Regions from separate parts of the Mus musculus genome. Here region 2 is linked to region 1. A link is a contact called in public Hi-C data. All regions are on one chromosome and are shown on one strand. Each heading gives the region's core, a stretch centred on a gene start, on an enhancer-like site or on the middle of the called end of the contact. The rest is flanking DNA. Distances are from core to core; before and after follow the strand shown.

Region 1 (7,249 bases), core at 1,903-4,402:
CCACACCCATCGTAGGAAACTTGACTGTGTTAAGTGAGGCACGGACAGCACCTGGAACTGGGAGACACAGCCCTCCCTCCCGACAGCGGGAAGCCAGCCTCAGAATCCCCGAGCACCAAGTTCTGTGGCCTTTAGGAAGCTAAGCAGCAGCGTGGCTATCGGGTTCTAGCCAACTGGGGATTGTCTGTGCCTTCCACCTCCCCGCGTCTTTGTTTGGGGAGCTGAAAAGATGTTGGGGTTCCTAGAGCAAACGTGAGGTCTGTAAATCCACGGGCCCCAAAGCTCTTGTTGCCTCCAGCACCGATATTTCCAAGGTTTGCTCTGCCTTCATACAAGGGCCTCTACAGCACAAAGTGCAGATTAGGGCACAGGTTTGGGAAAGTGGTCCTAAAGACCAGTTCCACCATCAGAATAGGCTAGTTCCACAGAAAAGGACAGAATTTGCATGAATACATCTATCACTCCCTGCTTTGGAAACCAGTACATTATTCACTTCAACGCTCTGGAAATTGTTGTTTTTTTAGGAAGTGTCTAAGACAGTTATCGTGTCCTTAGAAAGTCGGGATTTAAGTGCGTTTCGGCTGGCTCCCAAACAGCTGGAAAAAGAAACAGCGCACCTGGGGTCAGGCAGGTCATCACAATAACAAAAAGGGCGTCTACAAAATAAAAAGCCCTTTTATAAAGCAAGGCAATTCCGGAAATCCACAGTGAGCCTTCCTGATGACCAAGTAGCTAGGCCTATTCTCAGGTTTAATTGGCAGGCGGTTTATTGGCGCCTTATTGGTGGTGATTGAAATTTTGCTCCCCAGCCCTTTCTTTTAAGAATTAGCATCTCAAGTCGATTTACCTGAGTCAATTATCTTTTTAGGGTCTGGGTTTGGTCATGAATTTGAATATTCATTCAACTCACTTTGTAAATATTCCCTTTCTAGTCACCCACCCAAATCTCTGTTATTTTCTAAGAAAGTAATTTCTTTCTTTCTTTTCTTTCTTTTTAAGGCTCCCATAAAAAGAAATTGATTAGGGAGCTATATTTGAATTAAGACATATTAAATCGATGACAGATACATATCATGCTGTGTTTAACAAGAGTTGTACAAGGAGGCGGGTTCCAGATTCCACACAGCCCTGCTGTAGCATTATTCACATTTTTTACAGCCTTTCCTTCATGCCTCCACCCATTAAGCCATTACATTTCAGCAATTCAATAAAACAAAGCAGTTATAATTTTGACAAAAAGCTATTTTGAAGGGGCTGAAGGTACCCATTTTATTGCACAATAAAATTGCTCAAATGGTCTATATTATAAACTAGGTTGCACTTATTTTCTTTATTCACTTTTTGGGTTTGTTTTGTTTTTGCTGATAACCTGCAGGAGTGAACTCAGAACTGCCATTACTGCTGACATGGATGTTCATTGCCAAGAGGTTGGAATAAAGGAAAATCATTTGAAATGTCCTTCAAGGAAACGAAGACAGTGGTAGTAATTCCCAACATGACACTCCCTTTATATACTATCTATGCAGATGGTACTGTGCTCCACCAACCTTCCTATGTCTGGCTCGAGATGTTTAAATCTCCCAAACAAGTTATCATCAAAGAATTCTCCTTCCCAAATATAGATGTGGATTTGATCACTGACACTGCGTGTGTGTGTGTGTGTGTGTGTGTGTGTGTGTGTGTGTGTCTTTCTACTTATGCCCTTTGCATTTTCCCTAGATTTTAACTTCACTTACAATAAAAGAAAAAGGCATTTGGAATGTGATGGCATGATTGTCTTTGTTTGCTTGTCAGCTTTATAAGAGAAATGGCATTCCCAAGGTTCATAGGGAGACTACTTTCTGCAGATGGCTCACACCGATGTCAATGGCACTCGCAAATCAACTCTTTTGAAATAATACTTATTTCTTTTGAGGACTATGATCTGATGACAGCTTTGGGGGTGGTTGATCTTTCGTACTGCAAATGAATTAAGCTTAAGTATGGTATCTTGCGTTCCTGTCCCCCCCCTTCCACTCACCCCATACTCCACCTCCAGATGTGTATGGGGTCACATCCGACTCCTATTGCTACTTTATAATTTAATTGAAGGTAGCAAAAATATTTTTGCTCGAATTTGAGCATTTTAGAACATCACAAGATTAAGAATATTTTATTTTTAAACAACAGAGGACACTTTGGGAGATTGAAATTCCGAATCAATGAGGTCTCAGGGACAGCATTCAAAAACCTGGGCCATAGGATCCTAGTTTTTAAATGATTTTCAAGCATGGCATTTCAGTTTAAGGAGGAAGTTTATTTTATTAATAAATAAAGACTAGATACTTATTTTTTAACTATTGTATTTGGTCTATTCTAGCTTGTGGTCCTTTCAGAGAAACCGAGGCACATATGTGGCATGCGTTCTGGGCAAGGAGGAATTTTGCTTAAAAAGACATCTCCTATTTAAAGGCTTACACTTAGGAGAGTAGCCATTGGGCCTTCCCTGACACTGTATCTCTCTGAGAGGCAAAAGTTCGAACCGCACCCCACCCCGCCCACCTCCTCCTCCGTGAGCTCTAATTGGGAGTAGCAGATCTAGAACCCACTCGTAGTGTGAGGTTAGGTCCTCTGAACCATGTCGAATCCATGAGCTAAAAAGTCTAAGCAAGACTGTTCCTTTGGGGAAAGATTTATTATATATTATTTTGACTTTGGTAGTTTGCCGCGCTCCATCAAATTGTTTTGTGACCAATATAGTTTAATAATTGTCCTTATTACACCTACAGTCTGCACTCCACGTGGGCCCAGGGACAGACAGAGTCCATTTGATAAGTTTTTGGCACCGCTACAAATGCGATGGTCATTCAGTGCAGATGCATCCAGAGATTATCCAAGAGAAGAAGTAGAAAGAGTTCAAGTGAGTTCTTCATCTTCTTCCACCACCCCCCCCCCCAACCCCTGCCCCCTCGCTTTACCCCTGGTGGGGAGGTCCCATGACCTCTCTCATTCCCGTCCACTTTGGCACGGAGCTAGCAGACGCTCTGCGCCAGGCAGGTCGACCCGGAGACTGGCATTCGAAGGGGACTGAGCCCGGCGGCCAAGTGCAAACTTTCTGCAAGGGAAACTTAGGCATCTCAGGGGAAGCCGGGATGCAGAGCTCCAGGGGAAGAGGGGGCACGAAGTGAAAGCACAGGCGGTGTGGTACACGGGGGCGGTTTCCCGCTGGGCCCAGAGCCTGAACCAGAGCCAATCGCGCAGCCGAGGCAGCTGCCAATCACACGGCTCCCTCCAATCCCACCCGTGCCATTTCCAAAAACTCGGTCCCACTGTGCAGCTCAAATGTGGTGTTCACTCTGCCAATCGCTGGAGGATAGAGTGGGGACAAGAATAAGCAGCTAGGAGGCCCGGACACAAGAAGTTAAAGAGCCCCTAATATATACATGTTTTTGAAGGCGGGCAGAGGGGGAAAAAGTCCCCCCAGTGAGGGTCCATGGGCCTGATTGTATAGTTATGATGGAGCCCCCTTTGAGCAAGAGGAACCCGCCAGCGCTGAGATTAGCGGATTTGGCAACGGCTCAGGCCCAACAGCTTCAGAATATGACAGGCTTCCCGGTGCTGGTCGGCCCGCCCGCCCACTCCCAACGCCGCGCGGTCGCCATGCACCTCCACCCGCGGGACCTAGGCACTGACCCCGGCGTAGCCAGCACTGCGCTCGGACCCGAGCACATGGCACAGGCCAGCGGGCAGGGCCCCTGTCCTCCTTCCCAGGGGCTCCCCGGGCTGTCCCAGGTTCCCGCACCAGCCGCCCGCTCCGTGGCCTCAGGGACTCACCCAGGCGCCCGCACCCACCCCGACGGCGGGGGCAGCAGTGGCGCGCAGGCCTCGGCGCCCCCGCCTCCAGCCCCTCCTCTTCCTCCCTCCCAGTCCTCCTCTCCCCCTCCCCCGCCTCCTCCTCCTCCTGCCCTCTCGGGCTACACTGCCACCAACAGTGGCGGCGGCAGCAGCAGCGGCAAAGGCCACAGCAGGGACTTCGTCCTCCGGAGGGACCTTTCCGCCACGGCCCCCGCGGCGGCCATGCACGGGGCCCCGCTCGGAGGGGAGCAGCGGTCCGGCAGCAGCTCCCCCCAGCACCCGACCCCACCTCCCCACCCGGCCGGGATGTTCATCTCGGCCAGCGGCACCTACGCGGGCCGGGACGGCGGCGGCTCCGCGCTCTTTCCCGCGCTGCACGACTCTCCCGGGGCTCCCGGTGGCCACCCGCTAAACGGCCAGATGCGCCTTGGGCTGGCGGCCGCCGCGGCGGCTGCGGCCGAGCTTTACGGCCGCGCCGAACCACCCTTCGCTCCGCGCTCAGGGGACGCGCACTATGGGGCGGTGGCGGCCGCCGCGGCCGCCGCCCTGCACGGCTACGGAGCCGTGAACTTAAACCTGAACCTGGCTGCGGCAGCGGCGGCCGCAGCGGCCGCGGGGCCCGGGCCCCACCTGCAACACCACGCGCCGCCCCCGGCGCCACCGCCGGCGCCCGCGCCGCACCCGCACCACCCCCACCTCCCGGGGGCGGCCGGGGCCTTCCTGCGCTACATGCGGCAGCCAATCAAGCGGGAGCTCATCTGCAAGTGGCTGGACCCAGAGGAGCTGGCCGGTCCGCCGGCGTCCGCGGACAGCGGCGTCAAGCCCTGCTCCAAAACTTTCGGCACCATGCACGAGCTGGTGAACCACGTCACAGTGGAGCACGTGGGCGGCCCGGAACAGAGCAGCCACGTCTGCTTTTGGGAGGACTGTCCGCGCGAGGGCAAGCCCTTCAAGGCCAAGTACAAGCTCATCAACCACATCCGCGTGCACACCGGCGAGAAGCCCTTCCCCTGCCCGTTCCCGGGCTGCGGCAAGGTCTTCGCGCGCTCCGAGAACCTCAAGATCCACAAGCGCACTCATACAGGTGGGTGTCTGTCCCCGGCCGCCGCCGCCACCGCCTCGCCTTCTGTTCGCTTTCATTTTTCCCTCCTTCTGCTACTTCTCCGCAGACGTATGACCCGGACATGTGACTTCTTTTTTTTTCTTCTTCTCCCTCCCCCCCCCTTTTTTTTTCTATGAATAAGTAATTCAATAACACACACGGGCCCCGCGCTGGCCTCCCTTTCGGCGGAGTCTCCAGCGTGCCCGCAGCCCCTCGGCCGGGACCCGCAACGCGCTCCAGCCGCCGCCGCCCTGCCGGGAACAGCAACAGCAGCATCAAGGCACTCAGGACGGTCCGCAGTCCCCACGCCCCGAGCCCCGGGAGGTCCGGAGGGCCTTGGGGAAGGGAACCTTGGCTACCGTCACCCGGTAGCACCTCCCTTCTTCCACGGGACGCGGGCCTTGCTGGACCGCCGCGTTGCCGAGATACAGCGTGGGAGGGGCGCATGGGTTTGGCTATGTTTTGTAGGCTGGTCAGAGCGGCCTCACCCGTGAAGAGAGGTCCTGGGGCCGGTTGAGGAAGGTCTGAGGGAGAGACCTGGGACCCTAGGAAACTCTAGCTTTTCACTCGAGGTCTGACATACACTCTCATACTAATTCATACATTCCTGACCTCGTGCACACACTCGTGTGACACCACGACCTCCCTTGCACATTTGTCCTCACTCAACACTTCATTTACATATCTTCACGCACCGACTCACACACGGTCCACAGGCTTTAGTTACATTGTGTTGGGCACTGGAGAAGTTGGCTTCTGTCTTTTAAAAGAAGGTTCTAGACCCCAGAGAGGGTGCTTTCCCCGGATCTGTAAGACCTCTGTGGAACTTGGGGAGAACTCTTAACTCCATGAGGTTCCTCCTCTTATTCTGCCCCACGTCGGGGATCCGTGGGTCTGGTGAAGGAGGCTGAGGCGTTGGGCCATAGAGGCATGGGCCCTGTTGGTCCTGTAGAACGCGCGATCGCGCCCGGCTAATGTGGAGGGCGAGTGTAGTCGAGATTTATATGATGGGAAATATTACTCCTCGGAGGACACTTAGGTAACCTGAGTTTACATTCAGTAATCACTTGACTGATTTATCGGCGCATCTGGGACTGGAACGCAAAGGCAACCCCCAAGCACAGGCCCTTACACAGGCCACTGGCCTGAGGCCTTTATGAGAGCAGCCTGGTTGAGGTGGTCTTAGCCTACAGCCTTGCTCTTGAAGCCCTAAAACTTAAAGGCTTCCCTCTGACCTGCAGGATCGGCTAGAAGTTTTCCTTACAGGCCTCCCCACCCCACCCCCACCCCGCCCCCTTCCTTTTCCCTAACTCGGATCAGTTCTTAGTTTCTTTACTAAAGGGAAAGTTCCCTGGAGACTCTTTTCGCTTAAAAAAACAAAAACAGACCAGTTGCATGCTCTGTGCTCAATGCTTTCAATACTTTGAGCAAGCACCTAAGGGCAAAGGGAACTTTTAAATACAGTGCAGGGCAGGACGTTTTGGGCCCTCTCCACTTTCCCAGGCCTCTGGAGAAGAATGGACCTTAACCGAGGAGGCTGGTGGCAGCTGACCAAGAAGAATTTGACTGACTTACTCGAATCATGGCTTTTGGGTTTTCACAGGACATGTTGCCCTCTGACCCGATCCGGAACAGCAAGTGGTAGAGGGGACCTCGCGGCAGGATATTTCTTTCTGATTCCAGATAGGGGGGGTGGTTCCATTTCTTGTTCCTGCTCCTACAGGTTGCATGGACCCTTCCAGGTGGAGCTTGTGGGGTGCCCCTCGAGGGGGGTGCTGGCACCTCCGGATTCAGTTCATAGCGTGCCTAGTGTTTGGCTGTCCTGGGACTTTCTGAGCCAGTGGGCATTGTATCCAGAGAGAGACCTTTTCTGCTTCCTTCCCTGCCTTCCATACTGCCTTCCCATAACTTCGGGGTTATCTAGGATCCTAGAACAGATGGATCAAAGGACTAATCCCCAGGCCACTCCTGAAGGCCTGTTTCCTGACCCACGTGCCCTCAGCTGCATTTATAACCTGTCTCTAGCTGGTGTCTAGAGGGAGTGGCAACATCTAGGCAGTATCCACACTACTTTTTCCTACAAGCACCAAGTCTCCAAAACTCTTCATAGTTCAGTTCTGACATGACCCTTCTGGCAGTGTCTGTAAGGTAAACACTAGGATCACCCAGCCTTTCTGGTTAGGCCCCTAAACAGCGTGGGTTGTTCAATTATATCTAGCTTCTTCTTTTTTTTTTTTTTTTTTTTTTTTTTTAATTTTCTCCTCTGCCACTGTTCTTTATGCCCTAACTTCTACCTTGCTTTCCCCTCCTTAT
Region 2 (6,703 bases), core at 4,056-6,555, 290 kb before region 1:
AACCATTCAGCCCTTTGCTTTCTGAGAAAACTGCCAACAACTGTGCCAATTAGTGTCAATTGCCATGTTAGATTTTGTAACATCTGCACCTGCCTACCAGTTAGGTTAGCCTGCAGAAAGGAGTGAGTGATGCCACCCCAACTGGCTCTGAGATAGCATTTGCAAGACTGTAATTTCTTAATTTCTTAATTGTACTGAGTTATTTTTAAAGTAAGTTTTCCAAATTAAGTTTCTATTTCTTCTTTTTCAGGAGATGGACAAATTTAGCATTCATCTATAAACTATATTTTGTTTTAATCTGGAGTTTTATAACCAAGGAAAATTCAATATACAAGAAATTTAATGAATCATATATTTACTTCAAATATGTATTTATGAATTGAAAGAAACAATTTCAAGATTATCAAATGTAAATTTATGCATTTCATTTAAACACATGAGGAAAACAAATATCTATCTAATATTTTGAGATTTTTCTCATTTGAGTGCTCTTATTGTTTCTTTAATGATATAGAAATACATAATGTAGAAGAAATCATGAACAACAGAATCTCTAATACCGGCACATTCAAGCATATACTTCATCTTTATATTTGAAGAATTGCTCACAATTTAAACTCATAAAACACTTTTTTATGTATTTTTTATTATGTATTTTCCTTAATTACATTTCCAATGCTATCCCAAAAGTCCCCCATACCCTCCCCCCCACTTCCCTAACCACCCATTCCCATTTATTTTTTTGAAGAATTGCTCACAATTTAAACTCATAAAACACTTTTAAAATACTCAAAACAATTCATCAATCTTTGGTTTATCTTTGGGTCAGATGCTTCACTTTGGTGCACAGTAATTAATAGTAACAATATTTGTTTCAAGCCCACAGTTGGAGTGCATTGCCCACAGCTGATGAGTGCTCCTAGACCCAATGAAGTGCTTAATGGCCAAGTGTAACCATGCAACCGTGACAGGAAGTACAAGCTGCATGTCAATACAGACGGAAAGCACAGGAGATGTACACAATGTAGCATGTTCTATCTGGTGTCATTACTTAAATTGCTACTTTTCCTCAACGATCTATTCTGAAGCTCCAGCTAGTAGAATAAATGGTAATTTTACCTGCCAAATTTGGCACAAATGAGGACAAGCAACTTCATTAGCAGAACAATGCTTTCAATATGATTTTTCCCTTTTCCACCCAGTGCCAAATAGTAGAACAATTCAAATCAAGAAATATAAGCAAAATTACCTCCTCTTGTTGAAGTTTTTATATGCTTGAATAAGCAAACGATCTACAGAATGCTAGCAATAATCTCCTCCTTGTAAGTTAGTATATTTTTTTTGTATTGCAGTTTAATTACGAGTTAGAATGCTATACTCATCCAAGAATGAAACGGTGAGATAAAGTTTTCAATGTATTGTGTGTAGGAAGTACTTTGCCTATCAAACATTTAGAACATATGTGGTACATAAAACTACAAGATTAGACTTGGATGCAACTTTTGGTTAAAATGTCAATGAATGGACCCAAACCAGTTGTGTGGAATGAGAATGAATAGGCTGTTTCTAGTCTGTGGTGAACAAATACAAGTAGCACCCACTACCACCCACATCACCAACCACAAGCAGCTCTCACACTTCCTTGGTGTTTTCAGTAGCATCCTGAAAACAAAATCACAAATTCCTCCAAGTTTCTTTCAGATCTGATCATAGAGGCACTAAACCCAGCCCTTCTATTACTTATGCTGAACTAGAATAAGGGGATATGCATAGCAGCTGTAAGTCACTGCCACTAGATTAAGAATAAACAGAGTAGTTTTTGTCCAACTGAATGAGTTTGATCGTTACTCAACAAGTCTTGCTTTATTTATGACACGAGATTGTGCTATGCTTATACTCTCCCTCTGGCTCCTTATACATACTCCATATGAGAGCTGTATCACACATATAAACACAACAAACAGTTTTTAATCTAAAAACTCGATTGATCAAGTGGAGCAACAGCAATGTAAGCCGAGTCTCTGTGAGCAGACATAACAAGTAAGACCCCAAGAACACACAGGGAACAGGCTGTGCTCACAGAACTTTAATATTTAGCAGTGTCTACCTTCTATTAAAGTTTAAACACCATGATTTCTTTTATAACATCCTCCCTTAGGAAGGAAACATTCATTGAATCAAAACAGAAATTTCAATTCTGGTAATATCTAGACTATGAGTGCCCTTTGTTTTTATTTCCAGCTATTTAAATTGTGTCACTTGTTCAAAGAAATGGCTCTAAAAGAAAGAAAAGGAGTGTTAACCAGGCATCTAATACACATCCCACTCATTGACTCCTCAGAGCATCCTACAACAGAGAGATCATGAATCGGGTTTCATAAGCGAGAATCTAAGGCTATGCGGCACAGCACAGTTAAAAATTGCTCAAGATTCCAATTGAAGTGGTCACCTTAGGAGGTCAGAGACTCCTGTTGGTGATAAGTGGGGCAGGAGAAAAACATGGTGGGGTGGATATTGCAATGCAAAGAAAGGTCACTCTGAAAGTGGCTGTAGGACAGCCATGAAGAAGAGAATATATGAACAAGATACCTGGGAAAGTGGCTGTGGAATCAGCAAAGGTGGGTGGATACTGGAGCAAACTGTCCAAGAGCAGTACTTAGTCTGGCACCATGATAGCATAGGTGCACCCACAATAGGTAAAAATGGAACTTCAGACTTTAACTTAAGTACTAGAAGGGTCCCAGAGCCACAGAAACGGAAGAGAACAGAAGTCTGTGATGGCTTCACTAGTCTTATTAAACAAAACTTACCCAAATCACAGAGACATGAAAACTACTTCTAGATGTACCTTTGAGCTATTGTGTTACAGCCTCAACAAGGGTTTCATATGAAAAATGAATTAACAGAATTTTAGAATCCAGACTAGTAATTAACACTGACAAGTCTTGTCAATGTTTGTGTGTTTATCTGTTTATACAAATTATTCACATGTTGTTTGCAAATGGGAAGAGATCTGCTTGCAGAGTATAAAGTTTATTGGATTATGTAAAAAAACAAACTAGTATGTGTAATTTACATAGGTAAGGTGAAACAGGAACAGTGTTAAATTCCTACCACACACACACACACACACACACACACACACACACACCACTCTATTGGGGTCTTTACATACCTTACCTCATTTGAGTTTTACAAAAACCCTAGAAGATATTATCTCAATTTTATAGATGAGGAAAACCAGGAAATACCTTGACCCTGTTGGCTTCCACAGCCCACCCATCCTGGCTCAGGCTTTAAATCTAAGTTCGTCTCTGTCTCGTGCCCCTTTTTGTCTTCCTGTCTACCATTGCATAATACACTAATACACTAATGTGGCTGTAGCTCAGGGGAATTAAATGGCCTCCTCTTACAGTCACATAATTGTCAGAAACAGAGGAAGTTTCACTATCTTCAAAGAGTGTTGTTTTCAAAACAGTATAAACTTGTTTCTCTGCCATCCCTTACCTGGCCCCACGCTGAACTTGGTTAGAAAAAATTAACCTAGCTCCGATCAGCAGTTACTAAGTTGGAAAAAAAAATGGAGGATGGAATATGATGGCCTATGTCCTTATATTTGACTTGTGGGATGTCAACAAGTCTGCTCTGTTTGCATAATAAAAAACGTGACCACTGTGATGTACTGCATATTAACTTCACCAGATAGAAATAGTTCCCTAACAAGCTGTCTTGCAAATTGACATAAAAGACAGCTCACTAACATTCTGACTCTTGATATTTTGCATTTCTCCCAAGATTTTTAGAGCATTGCCAACAAATAAAGAAAATTACGGAACCATGTACTACTGTTGTAAAGGCAAAAACATTAAAAGGACACCATACCTGTGATTTTTCAAAGTGAGTACATTTATATAAATGTAATAAAATATTTCTGTGTCACGTCTATCATTCTCCTAACACTAGGAGTTCCACCCAACAGCCACAATTCATAAAACAAGTGATCAAGAATAGAAAGCTCAATGACCAACTTATGGCCTGGCTCCATCCATTATAGCCCTAGATGGTGTCATCGTTCAACATACTCTTTTAGTTTAAGCTTTCCTTGACTGTTTTAACTGACAGGTATTTCTGATCATTGAGTCAAATAAACTGCCACAATTATGCAGCATGGCAGCTGGTGGGGAGATGGGAAAGATCAGTTATGGCTGAGATCCAAGGCAGGAACCTCAGGTTGCCTGAGACCACAGATTCTTGGATGGAAACAAGACCCAAGAATGGTCTGTGACCTGTGGCACTGGAACACTAGTAAACTTCAACAGCCAAAGCTGATTTTATATTTCCTTAAAGGCCAAGGTAATATGCAACATAAAGGTAACTTTTGAGCTTTTTTATAAAAAAGCTTCTTGGATGTTAGCACCAAGAAGATCTGAAATGCAAACCACGCGCTCCTGGATGGAAAGCCTCTGAGGCCCCCGAGCTTTCCCATCAGAGCAGAGTGAATGTACGAGTACAGTCCTAGAGAATGTCACAGCCCTCAGAGATGTAACTGGGATGTGGACGGAGAAAAGATGCTAAGGTGGGGGAAGTACACAGAAGAGAGAAGAAAACATTATTGGGGGTAAGTGCAAGGAGCGAGCTATTCTATTGAAATGTGACAGTTTGCAGCTAATTTCAAAAGTACTAGCTCAGCACACTTTAAAGTCATAATGTACTGTGAAGAGCATCTCTTTTTTAAGATGTTTACTGAGGAAAATGCCATGACCTGTAGCATGGGTAAAATAAGCCAGAGCAAGCATCACCTGCACTGTAACAAAATTGGCTTTGTTTTGTGATTAACACTGGTCCCATTTCCAGGTTCTGGGTGTAACCTCATATGGGCACTCACACAGGCCTTATGCACAGGTTAGTGCCATCTTTTCAGTTCACTCACAAGCAAAATCTGGAAAGGCACAGCTGCTGTGGGGGTCTGAGAAGCAAGATCTATTCCACACATCTCATCTCGGATGGCCAGCCTAACCAGCCTGGTACAAAAGGAGCCTTGGTGGGGCCAGCTATGTTTGCTTAATAATAACAGTTGTATAAACATGAGGTCCTCTCAGTTAAAGGGAAACCAACATCAAAAAGCTGTAAAACATAGAACCCGAAACCCCTCTTTCTTTGAAGAAACCCGTTTGAAGCGAGGTGTTTCTAGTTATGGGTGAGTGGAATGAGAATTCAGCTGCAACAAGCGGACATCCAGTCCCAGGAAGGACTAATTAACTCCATGTGCGCAGCGGCATCTCAAGTCGCCTCACACATTTCAAAGAGAAGCCCTTGTCCGCCTTCTGCGAAGACATCAAAACACTCAGTGCAGCTGCTGCACATTGAGGCTCCATGACGATGATGTTGTTTTTATGGAATTCCAAGAGCTGAAAGAGTCATGCCAAGATTCAAAACTACCTCATCACTGAATCAGCGAGGGCAAGACATTCCCACTCATCACCACTGGGAATCCCGTGCTAGCCCCCGGGCCCACTTAACAACGCTTCTGGAAGGCCTCTGGAGGAAGATGGGAAGCCAGCATTTAAAGTGCTGTACACACTTGATAGTGTGTGGCTAAAACCTCAAGAACTGACATGATAGCATATTTAACTTTTTTCTGAACCACCAAACCAGGATTTTGATGTAAAGACTCTGGTAGTTGATGAAAGCCAGCAGAAGGAGATAAGAACTTCAAAATCATCTTTAACAAAAATATTCTACTTAACAGCCTTTACTCAGGCTATGAAGTAGTAAGAGAAACTTGTGGTGAGAATTTAGAACATTGTCCCAAAAGATTTAAGTACTCTTAATATTTTGCCCCTGAGGCTTCTCCTAACCTCATCACTCGTCGTGGCAGGCACATGTGGTCAGATGGGGCAATCACATTTTTACATAAAGACCAACAGTAGATGGACAAGGCCACAAAGTAGAAAAAAATTCCAACCCACCCTCCCACATAAGGTGTAGATAGAGAGATAAACCAATGCCATCCATACAGCAGCTAAAAGTCAGCTGTCGGGCTCAGAGGCCAAGAACTCGCCTAATACATGCCAGAAGCTGAATTCAAACTCTAGCACAACAGGGAAAGGAGAAATGGGTGGGTGGACAGTTGAATGGACAGATGAGTAGACAGACGAGTAGACAGATGACTGGCAAGGCTTCACCAGCAAGAGAGCCTGGTTTCTGGGATTGCACTCACTCAGTCATCATGAGCACATCACTGGGCCACCTTCCTGCCCTTGTGTGCTCTTTCAAGTGAAGAACTGGCCTATAGAAGCTAGATTCTGGTCAGGTCTGCATACATCCTGTGGTGCTTTTCTTCAAAAGTGGATTCAGGGAGGCACAGCTTAGTTTCAAATAAAGCTTGGTTTCTAACACAACTAAAAATTTCTTTGCCACTTTCCCCTACTCTCCAAATTTGAGGCATCCCATGACATATGAATAAATTAAAGCCAACTCAAAGGGAACTTTCCAGTACAGGATGAAAGCCTACACACAAGCACACACCTCTAGCACAGAGAGAAAGGCGAAGCATAGCAAAGAGTAGGGCAGATGGTTTGCTGATGTCATTACTTCAACACTGTCTGCAATATACACCAAATACTTCACACTTGGTAAGAGAAGTTACCCTATTATACAAAAAGGGAACACACCAGCACTCAAAAAGTACAGCTTGCAATCA

The links. A called contact is a pair of places that touch in the nucleus more often than the background predicts.
Region 2: a Hi-C map of muscle stem cells shows a contact between it and region 1, with 1.9 times the contacts expected there. The contact joins the enhancer-like site here to the promoter of Zic5 in region 1. A contact is called at or near these places in 6 of 39 promoter capture datasets (the 3T3-L1 cell line, the HPC-7 cell line, cranial neural crest and 2 more) and 1 of 484 Hi-C or Micro-C datasets (muscle stem cells).

What each region holds. Positions count from the first base shown.
Region 1 is chr14:122,461,561-122,468,809 of GRCm38.p6, reverse strand. Zic5 (zinc finger protein of the cerebellum 5) reads left to right here and starts at 3,152. Exons shown (of 2, transcript NM_022987.3): 1 at 3,152-4,918. The coding sequence starts at 3,493.
Region 2 is chr14:122,754,378-122,761,080 of GRCm38.p6, reverse strand. The region is part of intron 19 of Pcca (propionyl-Coenzyme A carboxylase, alpha polypeptide); the gene reads right to left. Among named protein-coding and RNA genes, the nearest start is that of Gm46489, 8.7 kb to the right of the region's middle. Within about 2 kb of position 5,305, at least 18 of the 459 cell types and tissues checked have an H3K27ac peak or open chromatin away from gene starts, as enhancers often do. A contact at or near this core is called in muscle stem cells, where this site is marked.